2 separate regions of the Mus musculus genome follow, and region 2 is linked to region 1. The links are chromatin contacts, called in public Hi-C maps. All regions are on one chromosome and are shown on one strand. The core of a region is the stretch at or near the end of the contact, and the rest is flanking DNA. Distances in the headings are between cores, read along the strand shown.

What was found. Hi-C and Micro-C count contacts between places; a contact is called where the count stands out from the background.
Region 2: a Hi-C map of bone marrow-derived macrophages shows a contact between it and region 1, with 2.6 times the contacts expected there. The contact joins two enhancer-like sites. A contact is called at or near these places in 1 of 15 datasets of contacts at CTCF or cohesin (the NIH/3T3 cell line), 8 of 484 Hi-C or Micro-C datasets (bone marrow-derived dendritic cells, bone marrow-derived macrophages, cerebral cortex and 3 more), 3 of 115 datasets of contacts at active chromatin or transcription factors (the NIH/3T3 cell line, bone marrow-derived macrophages and embryonic fibroblasts) and 2 of 9 other capture datasets (adipose tissue and liver).

The regions. Positions count from the first base shown.
Region 1 is chr11:81,993,108-81,998,845 of GRCm38.p6, reverse strand. Gm11419 (a long non-coding RNA gene) reads right to left here. Exons shown (of 6, transcript XR_003949730.1): 6 at 3,066-3,942. Among named protein-coding and RNA genes, the nearest start is that of Gm31522, 8.8 kb to the right of the region's middle. Within about 2 kb of position 2,380, at least 21 of the 459 cell types and tissues checked have an H3K27ac peak or open chromatin away from gene starts, as enhancers often do. A contact at or near this core is called in bone marrow-derived macrophages, where this site is marked.
Region 2 is chr11:82,071,794-82,077,500 of GRCm38.p6, reverse strand. No RefSeq gene overlaps it. Among named protein-coding and RNA genes, the nearest start is that of Gm38913, 3.4 kb to the right of the region's middle. Within about 2 kb of position 3,495, at least 5 of the 459 cell types and tissues checked have an H3K27ac peak or open chromatin away from gene starts, as enhancers often do. A contact at or near this core is called in bone marrow-derived macrophages, where this site is marked.

The DNA.
Region 1 (5,738 bases), core at 1,131-3,630:
CTTTCAATTATAAGCTCTCCTGTCTTAGAGTCCACAGATAGTCTTGTCTTCTGGAAACCTGAAAGCTTGAGAATACAGAAAACTACCCTCTCTCTGTTCTCTCTCTCTCTCTCTCTCTCTCTCTCTCTCTCTCTCTCTCTCTCTTTCTGTGTGTGTGTGTGTGTGTGTTTTCTCTATGCATGTGTTTAATGGGTGTGTGTGTGTGTGTACATGCTTGACAATTTTCCCTCAATTCTCATGACATACAGTGCTGCTTTGCCCCTGGTTCCAATTCCATGTCTCTCCCATGGGACTCCATTGTTCTCCCTTCCCCCTTTCCTTCTGCCGTGGTTCTAACACCCCCACCAGCTCGGGCTGCCTCTAAAGGATGCCTGGCCTCAGCCACCATCAGGCCACTGCTGCCTGAGACAGGGCAGGATCCTGCTTGTCTTCAGGGGAAAACCTTTAGCGCCTACCCTGGCCATGCAAACTTGGGGACTGGATCTGTAGTCCATACCTCCAGCCACACCCACAGAGCTGGAGGGAAGCACGTAGATAAACGTGCTTCCTTCCCACCTCTCTCCTGAGCCTTCTCAGGCATCCCTCCCAAACTCCCTCCTTTCCAGGTGACAGATGAATCAGGTTCTTGGCCACGCTGGTGGATTCCTCCGAGGTCCCCTACCTCCAAGATTCTTATCACCTTTAACATCCCAGCCACCAAGAATCCTTTCCTGTCATTTCCAAACCTGAAAGTCAGACTGCCACTCAGTTCTCCACACTGCTGCAGTTCTGGGAATGATGTTCCACTCTCTGGGTTAGAGAGAGACTGGGTTCTCCCAGTCCTCCATGTTCTCACTGACCTCAGGCTGAATATCTCTTATGTTTAGTCAACCTAGGTTCTGCTATGGCCATGATACAAAGGTCGTATATAGTGTTATTGATCGTATATAGTGTTATTGATCCCAGAAAGCTTTTGCCCTGAGGCAGTGTAACTCCTATCTCTTTTGGTCTGAGTCCAGGGACCTTAACATCCTCAACTGACACTCCTACAGACCATCTTGGAGGTGGTCCTTGCACAGACCTTCCAGGGCCTAAGAGAAAGTAAGATGCTGTCACAGACTACCCGTGTAGCTTCCTTTACAGGGAGACCTGCTGGCAACCCAGGTGCCTACCTCTCCACCCCAACAGGGGCCATTCATCCTTCTCCTTCACACCAGCTTGCAACAATCTTTCCCAGAGATGGCTCCCATGGACTCTCAGATTCTTCCCTCCCTCGAGTGGCTTGGAGCCACCAGGAGCCACCTGCTTATAAAATTAGTGGGGCCTGAGAATCTCATAATATGCTCCAATTCACTGGGGCCCAACTCAAACCATCTCTCTAGGACCCCCTCCTTCCAGCCTGGCCACCTCCTTATTCTCACAGAAGCACCCCACTCATGCCAAGGCTGTACCCCAATCTCTCTCCGCGTTTCAAGCCATACTTTCTTCCAAGGCACAGAGAGAGCCCCTTCCCCAACTTCAGGAAGTCCTTGCTGACCCGGGCAGAAATTCTGTGCCAGTCATATGGTGCTTAGTCACCCAAGGCTGCCCTCTGTGGCTTTCTTTTCATTTGGCTTTACAAAGCCACTCGCCTCCACTTTGAGGGCATGTGCTTCTGCAATTAAAGTCTGGCATTTAGGAGATACTCAGCAAGGGCTGCCTGGTCACACAAGTGGAGAGTTACGGGTGTTAGAAGCCTTGGGAGTATCTGATGGATTTTTTTGGAGTTTTTGAAACCCCTGGGAGTCCCAAGGGGCAAGGAGAAAAAGGAGGACATTATTTGGTACCATGGGAGTAGGCATGGGGCTAGAAGTACTGTCTGACACTTCTTCTACAGTCCTAACCCCTACCATCTCACAAACCCCCAATAAGCTCCCTATATCTGTTCAGAGGTTGAATTCCAAGATTGGAAGCCAGACCCTGATTCCAGCAGTGGCTCCAGCTCTGCCAACAGTGGGCTCTTTGCAGGTTTGTTAGCTTCCCACCCAGCTTCCCTACCTTTAAAGCGCATTACAGTCTCTGCCTCGTCTAGTCAGGAAGAGTTAACAAGCAAAAAGCAGGTGAAGTAGAAACTGTTTCCACTCACACCCTGGCACACTACACTCAGGGCATTTGGGGCTTCAGGTCTGGGCAGCATTATAGCGGAAAGATTGGATTTAAACCGTGTCTCTATTACTTAGAGCTCAGCGATGGGAAGCGTGTCCTCCTCAGAGCCTGCTTGTTTAACTTGATGAGAAATCATGCCCATGATGTGGGGTTAAGAGGTAATGAGATACGGCTTATTAAACCTGGAGAGCGGTGCTTGTTGTGTACGGAGGACTTGGGTGAATTCCCATCCTCTTTCATTTAAGTCTCCCTTTTCTGCCAGGCAGGTGTCTGGGCTGACAACAGCCACAACTGGAGGAAAGAGGCAAGGGAAGGCTCTGTGGAGTCTGGGAGCAGAAGTTGGTGGGGCCTTGCTGCCCCCTGGTGGCCTGGATAGGCATGACAGCTCTGTGTGCTCTCCGGTGCCACCTTATGGTAGAAGAGATTAGTTACAGAAGAGCTTTCTAGAGATCTCAAGGAGGAAGAATTCACATTTGGCTGGTCTTGCTTCTTTTTTATTACACATAATACCTTGATTACTCTTCTTTTGCACATCTCTTTAAAATATCTGATTCTTTCCCTAAAAATAAATCATAAAAGTGGAGTTTCCTAGCTTCTCTCTCTCTCTCTCCCTCCTTCCCTCCCTCCCTCCCCCCACCCCCGTGCGCATGCGTACATGCATGTGTATATACTAACATCTCTCAGAAATAAAGTACCAGTTAATATCCCCATCATTTTATCTCATCTTCACCAACATTGAATGGTGTCTTAGTTTCGTTTTCTACTGCAGTGGTAAAGAATCCTGACCAAAAGACAATAGAGAAGAAGAGTTTATTGGCCAATGATTCCAAGTTACAGCTCACAATTGCAGAGAAATTAAGGCAGGAACTTAGGCATGACATCCACAGGCCAAAAAAAAAAAAAAAAAACCAAAAAAAAAAAAAAAAAAACAGAGAGCCAAGTATGCCCTTCATGTCTGCTTGCTAGGTTACTCACAGGCTGCTAGCTTTCTTCATCCTTACACAGTTCATGTCTCAGCCCATGAAATAATGCCACCCACAACAGGCTGAGTCTTCCTACATCACTTAGCAATCAAATAAGTCCCCCCCCACAGGGATGCCCAGTGGCCATTGTGATTTAGATAGTTCCTCAATTAAGATGTTTCTCAGGTGCTTCTAGTTTTGTCAAATTGAGTGTGTGCATTGTTGAATATAACCTTTCAGTGTTCCTGTCCCTTGCCATATAATATTCTGCTCTGAGAGTGTACTATGGTTTCCTTCCTCATGTTACTGTTGATCTGTGTCTACATTGCTTCCGAGTTTGGAGCTGTTATAAATAATGCTGCCACAAATATTTTTGTTCCATATAAGAACATGTTCATGCAAGTCACGAGTGACCAAATGTCAGCATATTGTCTAGTCTGTTCCTAGAAGTAGGATTGGTACACAGTATTGTATGGAAAAGTAGTCTTCTAGTAGATACTGCTAAATAGGTTCCCAGAGCAGTTGTGTCGATTTACAATGCCCCCAGCAGCACCAGGTACATGCACTCTTGCCAACGCTTATTATTTTCTGTCATATCTACTTTGCCGTCCTTATGTGAGTAAAGTTTGGATTTTCTTTTCCATGTCTCCTAAGACAGAATACATCTTTATAGTTTTATTAGTCATTTCTGTGTCCTATTGGGGTGGTCTTTCTTCACACTGCTATTAAGGCATATCTCTGTATTTTCAGTTGTTAATTCTGTATCAGCAGAGAGCCACGTGCTGGCAGGATTTTGGTATCACGATTTCCAAGCCTCATCACTGGCTTTTCTATTCGTAAATGCTGCCTTCAGGACCTGCCAAAAACATGAAGGGCAGAGAGCACTCATTGGTTATAATAAAAAGCTGACAGCCAATAGCTGGGGCAGAAAGTATGGAGGGTGGAGCTTCCAGGCAGGGAGAGAGAGAGAGAGAGAGAGAGAGAGAGAGAGAGAGAGAGAGAGAGAAATACAAGTAGAGGCAGGAGAATTTGAAACAGACGTGGAAGGGAAGAGAAGGGAGCACAGGAGAGCAGGAAGGTAAAGAGCTAGCTATGTGGTGGGGCCCAGGCTGGGAAGTCAGGTGAAGTTAGAAGCTAGCAGAAGTCTGTCCCAGATAAAGGACAACAGCTATAAATGTTATAGAAGCCTCGTGTCCTATTTTTATAGCAAGTGGGTCTGTGAAAGCCTCACAATAGTGTTCCTTCTGGTTGGTTGTATGTTTTAATCGCCTGATTTTGAAAGAGTCTTGTCATGTCAGGGGGGTTGTGTTTACATACACATCAGTCGCAGATCACGACTTGTGTTTGTTGCTTTTCACTCTTACATGGCTGTGGTGGTTTGAATATGCTTGGCCCATGGGGAGTGGCACAATTAGGAGGTGTGGCCTTATTGGAGGAGATGTGTCCTTGTTAGAGGAAGTATGTCATTGGGTAGGCGGGCTCTGTTAGAGGAAGTATGTCACTGGGTAGGTGGGCTCTGAGGGCTCCTATGCTCAAGCTCCTTCCAGTGGGGAAGACGGTCTTCTCCTAGCTATCTTTGAATCAAGATGTAGAATTCTCTGCTCCTCCAGCACCATGTCTGCCTGCACACTGTCCTGCTTCCCACCATGATGGTCATGAACTGAACTTCTGAAACTGTAAGCCAGCCCCAATGAAATGTTTCCCTTCATAAGAGTTGCCTTGATCATGGGGTCTCTTCACAGCAATAAAATCCTAACAAAGACAATGGCCTTGACCACATCCCTGGAATTTTGATGTCATCTGATGCATGCATTTTCTCTCATTATTCACATTTTTTGTAACCTGGTTAAGAATTCTGACTCTTTGGCAAACATATTTTCTTAGATGATACAAATCTAATCGTCGCATTTACCTATGCTCCATCTGCCATTGGCTTTTGTGTGTCATGCGTAGAAGAGGGGAAATGTGTTTTTACCAATATGGATGCACAACGACCAAGAACTAATTATTGACAGGACTGGCTTCCCTCTGTGGCATTGTAGAGGCATGCTACACCAAGGAATGCTATACAGCAATAAGCACAGATGATTTTAAACTGTATTCAGTAATAAGGATGATCCTCCCAACTGTGCAGCTAACATGGGAGGAGGCATTGCAAATGTGACTGCAGGTGATTTTTTACATCATAAGCAGACATAAGTGCATTTAGAGGACAACTGCTGGAATATTTGTTCTGTCCCATTACTCATTTTATTCTCCTACAGATGCCACCATATCTTAGTCACTAAAACTTTGAAACAGACCTTTACATCAGACAGTCTTAGGTCCTCAGTTTGGCTCTGCTCTCCAGTCGCTTCTGTGGCTTTCAGCCATCCTCAATTCCCTCTAAGTTTTAGCTTTGGATAATCAACTATTATACAAGCCCCAGCTGGGGTTTGATTGCGAAAGCTCTTGTCTGGTTTTGGTCTCTCAAATTAATTTCATTCTGTCAGGATTAAAACACATCCCCTTGGAGATTTGACTTAGCTTTTATTAATCCTATAATTTTATTGGTGGCATGTTGAATCCTTTATATTATTATTTCATGTCTGTGAATATTGACTTGCATGTCAGACTATCATCAGCTTTCAGAGAAGCTCCACGCCCCTATAA
Region 2 (5,707 bases), core at 2,246-4,745, 78 kb before region 1:
AGTGTGTCAACTGCTCTTAAATCTAACTTATAAAACCAACGAGTTTTACTAGAGCTAATAACAGAAGTCTGGGTGATGGGTTATTTACATGAGCAAGCACCCCTCAAAAGCAGCCATGCCACCACAAAACCTTCCCCCATAGACTCAGAAAAGCTCTCTGCCCAACTTTCAGGAGATTGACACGTGAGACATCTCTTCAGAGCTGGGCTGGGCAGAGTCCCCAGTTAATTCTTGCTCAACACTGATGAGGGGCCCTTTAGAGTCTTGCAAGTTTCCACTCTCCCCGGCATGTTTATTTACTTCTTAAGTCTCATGATCTTCCTGGCTCCCTCTTGGAGGCAATGTTTGTAATTGGAAGGAAACAGCTTGACAGCACCCGGATACCTGTTTTCAAGAGCAGTCTGGGTGATTTTGGTCAGTATCTCAACTAGAACCCAGCAATCTAGTACAAATGTGAGCAAGATGGGCACAGATTTCCCTGACAGTTCAGTGTAGAGTCACAGACTGAAGAGACATCAAGGTTTCAACAGTGGGTGGTGTGTAATGCTTCCATGAGGACTGATGGGTAAACACCTCTATGGTGTCAAGAGGCAGAGCATCACAGAAGATGTGTAAGAAATATCTGTCTGAAGCTGGGTGCATGGTGGCCATGTTACCATTCTGCCTGTCATTATTCCCCGCCATCTTTTAAAGCTTGCTCACTATCACAGGCTTTGCCTACTGACAGACTATGTGGAGACATCTCTGCCATCCTTTTGCCATAGTCTTGTGTGATCTGAGATTGGGCTGGGCCATTAGTCCTGACTGGTGCTTGACGGTGAAATCTTGGTGGCAAAAGAGACACCCAGAGCTACAGGATCTGGCGGGAAGATGAATGAGCCTGCTTAGTTGATACTGTCCCTAGGACTTTGAGTAGCTATCTTAGGCAGTGCCTATGCTATGGCAAGACTATTAGTCCTGCAATGAGGACACTAGAATATACATTTGAACTAGTTTTTCTACTAACTCTTCCCTACTCTGTGTACACATGACACTGTGTACATGGAATCATACTGCTGAGAAACATGACTCCTAGAGCGGTAGGAATCTGTGAACTTGTGCACCACATTCCTCCATCTCTTGCCTGGGTTGCAGGCCCATCCCCACTGGATAGAGTGGAAAAATGAGGCCAAGAGGACAAACTTGATGTATCTTTTTCTACAGGGGTTCCGTGCCACTTGTGGCACCAGCATCAGTTCATCCCAGCTCCCTGGTCAGCATGCTGCTGGTGCTTCATGCTCCAGACTTTGCTTTCTGCAGAAGGCACCCCGTCTTGCTCAGACTTGCAGGCTCAGTTGGGCTCCACTGCAGGGAGAAGGCTGGTTCCCTCAGCGAGTCCCAATTTGGAAAAGGAAAGTTGGCCAAGTTTGCATACTGCACAGGACATCTGGGGGGACTTCCAGGAAGAAGCACCCCTATCTCTGAGTACATGCTATTGCGAGACCCCAACTTAGAGCGTTTCTCCCAGGAAGGTAAAGCCTCTGGATGTTCCCAAGCTTGTTTCCCCTGATCTCTAAAAATACAGCCAGAAAAAAGCTCTTTGTTCTCTATAGCCAGCAAAAAAGCCTTTTTTGTTTCTGTGCCTTACTGCCAGAGATGTGATAATTGTAGGAAGCCCTACAAGGACATAGAGAGAGACACCAGAGAGGAGGCTACAGCTCACCCCCCCTGCCCCCCTCGCCAGAAAGGAGCTGTGGCCAACTCTCCTCCCAACTCCTCCCAACCCCTTCCAACTCCTCCCAACTCCTCCCAACTCTCCTCCCAACTCCTCCCAATTCCTCAGCTAGCTGTTAAAAGCCCTCTACTGTTACCACTCGGGGTTGAACTCCCCTGCCCTGCGAGGCATGAGGAGTTCATCCTCAGCTATCTGATAATAAAACCTCTTGCAGTTTGCATCAGGTGTGGTTTTCTTTCGGGTCATTGGGGTGCTGGCCAGCTCATCCCAGGACTTGAGCAGAGGCCCAGCTTCGGGGGTCTTATACTATGTACCTCTGCACTGGGGCTTAGTAAGGTAGTAAGAGAGTAATTAGCACTGTGTGATATTTAGGGAGTTGATTCCAGTTCCTCGGGTCTGTCCTTAGGACTATATATCTTGCACAAGTCACAGCATAGCTTGTTATTACTGTGAGTTGCTGGTTCTCTACTTTTCCTTCCTAGGTTACGATAGAGACCAGAAGCACACCACTAATTATGCCTCCTCTCTTCCTGGCTACCTCAAGTACCCTTAGTGATAGATTCTTTTTGACCTTTGGAATGAATCCAGGTTGCACATTTTGGCACCTTAAGATCCTCCCAAATATAGTACCATGATTGGCATCTTGAAGTTTCTGATTTTTTTTTCACATAGAGTAACATCCAAAGACTGCCAGTTAGGACTTCTGTCTCCTGTCTGCCCTTCCCTTGTCTGCCCTACCTAGATCCCCTCTCATCTCACTCCATCCTGTCCACTGGAAAGGAAAACATGACCAATATGATATGGCCGTTGCTGCCTCTCTCTCTTCACAGATAATGTGTCATTCTCCAAGTTAAGGATAGATTAGATGGAGATAACAAGGCGGAGTGGGGGTGTGAGAATGTTCTGGGATGTATTGCAATGTATTGGGGAGGCACTTCCCCCAGTGGTGGGAGAAGGTTGGGTGAGCAGGAGAAGGAAGGAGTAGCTACAGACCAGCAACCATAATCTTGGCTTCCAGGAAGCTGATACTGGGCATTAAAACCACCATGTCAGAGCAACCTTGCCACTTGTGAGCCTGCATGTTGACTGACCATGTCAAAAAGCCATGCACTAAGATGGTTGGCCATCATTACCCCCACTCTCAGCTTTACATGTTAGTTTCATGTGACTATAAAAGAAAATATAACTGCCACCTAATTAACCTAATTAACCCTTTGGGGGCTCCCAGAGACTGAACCACCAATCAAACAATATGCAAGGGCTGGACTTAGACACCCCACACATGTGTAGCAACTGTGCTGCTCAGTCTTCATCTGCTACATATCCATAGTATGCTTCATCATCCAGATGTTGGGTCCCTTGACAACTGGAGTGGGGGCTTAGCCTGCCTCTGGATCCTGTTCCCCTAACTTGTCTGTTTTGTCTGGTCTCATTGGGAGAGGATATGCCTAGTCCTACAATGACTTGAGGTACCCTAGTAGGTTGATAACCAGGGAGAGATCTCTCCTTTCTCAGAGGTGAAAGGGAAGGGTTGGGGGAGGGGCCATGTGAAGTGGGGACTGGGAGGAGAATGGGGGCTGCAATCAGGATGTAAAACAAACAAACAAACAGACAAACACATGGGAAAAACCTCACAAAAGCAATTCTAGGTTAGCCAAGAGCCATAGAATACAGAGTACATCTGTGCTCAGAGCTGATATCAAGGAAACAGCCAGGCTCTGACTCTGGTATCCCAACTTGCAGTTCTGACTCATGTCACAGACAGTGAGTTCACTCCTGGTCCTCCTTGAAATATAGTTCTCATTTATAAAAGGCAGGGCTCTGGGCTAGCATGATGGTTTAGTCAGTGGAGTGCTTGCCTTTGAAGCATGATGATCTGAGTTGGATCCAGGAATCCACATGAAAAAGTTCAGTGTTGGCACATGCTTGCAGTCGTAGAGCTGGGAAGGCAGAGACTGTCGGATGACTATGGCTTCTGCCAGCTACTTAACCTACTTGGTGAGTTACACACCAGTGAGAGAGACTGCCAAAAGGCCAGGAGGACAGAACCTAAGGAATGATGTCTGAGCTTGTTCGCTGGCATCCACACATACATAACACACAAGGTGGACCTTGTGTCAAAAATCAGTGTGGACAGAAATTGAGGAATGACATCTGAGGATCCCCACCTCTCTCTCTCTCTCTCTCTCTCTCTCTCTCTCTCTCTCTCTCTCTCTCTCTCTCTCTCTCTCTTTCTCTCTCTCTCTCTCTCACACACACACAATTTGTAAGTGGTCTGATTGTCCCAGGGGTGCTTAATATTGCTGCAGGGGCAAAGGGTTCCTCCTATGCGGTGAGCATCATGTGCAGAAACACCAGATAGCTTCACACTGGAGGAGTCCAGTTTTCTCTTGGCCTCTCTACTCTGAGTGCTTTACCTGGGTTTTAAAGACTTGTATCCTGTTCCTGGACGTTACGTGGAAGTCCAGGAGATGAAAGGAACCCCTTGGCAGGTCATGGTCTAGGAATGATGAAATGAGATCTCCAATCTGCAGAGTAGGCACCGGGCCTTGGGGAAATTTCCAGGGAGTGAAAGAAGGAAGCTGGGGCTGTGGCTGCCCAGACTCCTCCACCCACTCAGTGCTGAGGCTCCTAGGGTGAGGAAGAGCAAGGAGTTGCCAGGCTCAGTTCAAGAACAGGAAGTGGTCTGCCTTGGATCTTCCTGCTGGCTTTAATTCTTCTCCCTTGTAATGTCTTCCATGGAAAGGAGAGGAGAGAAGGACACTGTGGTCCTCAGAGAGGTGAGCAGATCCAGGCCCTTCTAGCACTGACCCCATCAGCCTTCCAGTCTCTAAGCCTTGTTAAATAAGGACATTGGCTGAATGAAGGATTATAGGGTCTCACCAGGAGAAAGTTCTCAGGTTTGGATATCAAAAGATATCAAATCTGAAGCACTGGGAAGGGGGGCATTATAGAGTGCTGTGGTTTTTCAAGCCTGTTTTAAGTTGTCAGAGTCTTCCCAGAGTGAATGGTGGCAGGGATCCCAAAATGTGGGCAAGAGGAGTAGACTGAATAATGCAGGATCTAGAGTTGCCTGGTGCTCACCCCCAGCTCCATGGAACAATACAGTATAAAATACATGGAAACAATAAGGCACCCCCACCACCATGCCATGCACGTGTGTGCATATGTGCACACACACATAGCAAGGTGTCAGTTGCAACATAGACAAGCTCAAATGTGGCTTCTACTGAAGACTGGCTCCCTCCAGTGGATGATCAGTTATGAGTGGTAAGTTCTTCACCATACAGCACAGAGATGAGCTGCATCTTCAACTTCTGGAGTAGCTTTCTGTCTAGCTTTGCCTGTCTTCCATACATCCCTCTACAGTCTGCTTCTCTTGGCCATCACCATCAACTCCTTCTGGATTTGAAATTCCAGAGAAGGATCTTTGGCATCACATGTCACCCAACACTGCTCAGATTTCATATTCCACAACAGTGTTTTGGTGCTATGTGTTGCAGGCCTCCCCCTTTTCCTTTATATCTGAAAGGGACTTCCCCAGTCATCCTGTGGTCCTACAGAGAACCACAATAAGAAACTGCAACACTTGGTTATCATAAAGGGCACAGGGGCCCCAACCAGAGGGCACATGATACCTTTAGGGGATGTTGGATCAACAGGCTAAGGACTGTGACCTGCTCTTGCCCTAGAGCATTTGTTGCTCTGAGACCAGGCAGCATGCTCACTTGTGTCTACTGGGTAGATGCCCTGTGCTCATCAGCCATGGGGTATGGGAATGGGTGAATCTGTAACTCATCTTCTACTTCTAGACCCAATGGGCAGTATTGCCAAAAAGGTTCAGTGGGTTCCCCCCTGAAAAGTGTCTAATATGGTCTGTGTGTTCATGTGCACATATATTTGTGAAGGCTTGAGTTTAGGTACCTTTTCCCTATTTCTTCTTCACCATATTTTTATTTCAGTTAAGGTTTCTCCTGGAACTTGCAGCTTGGT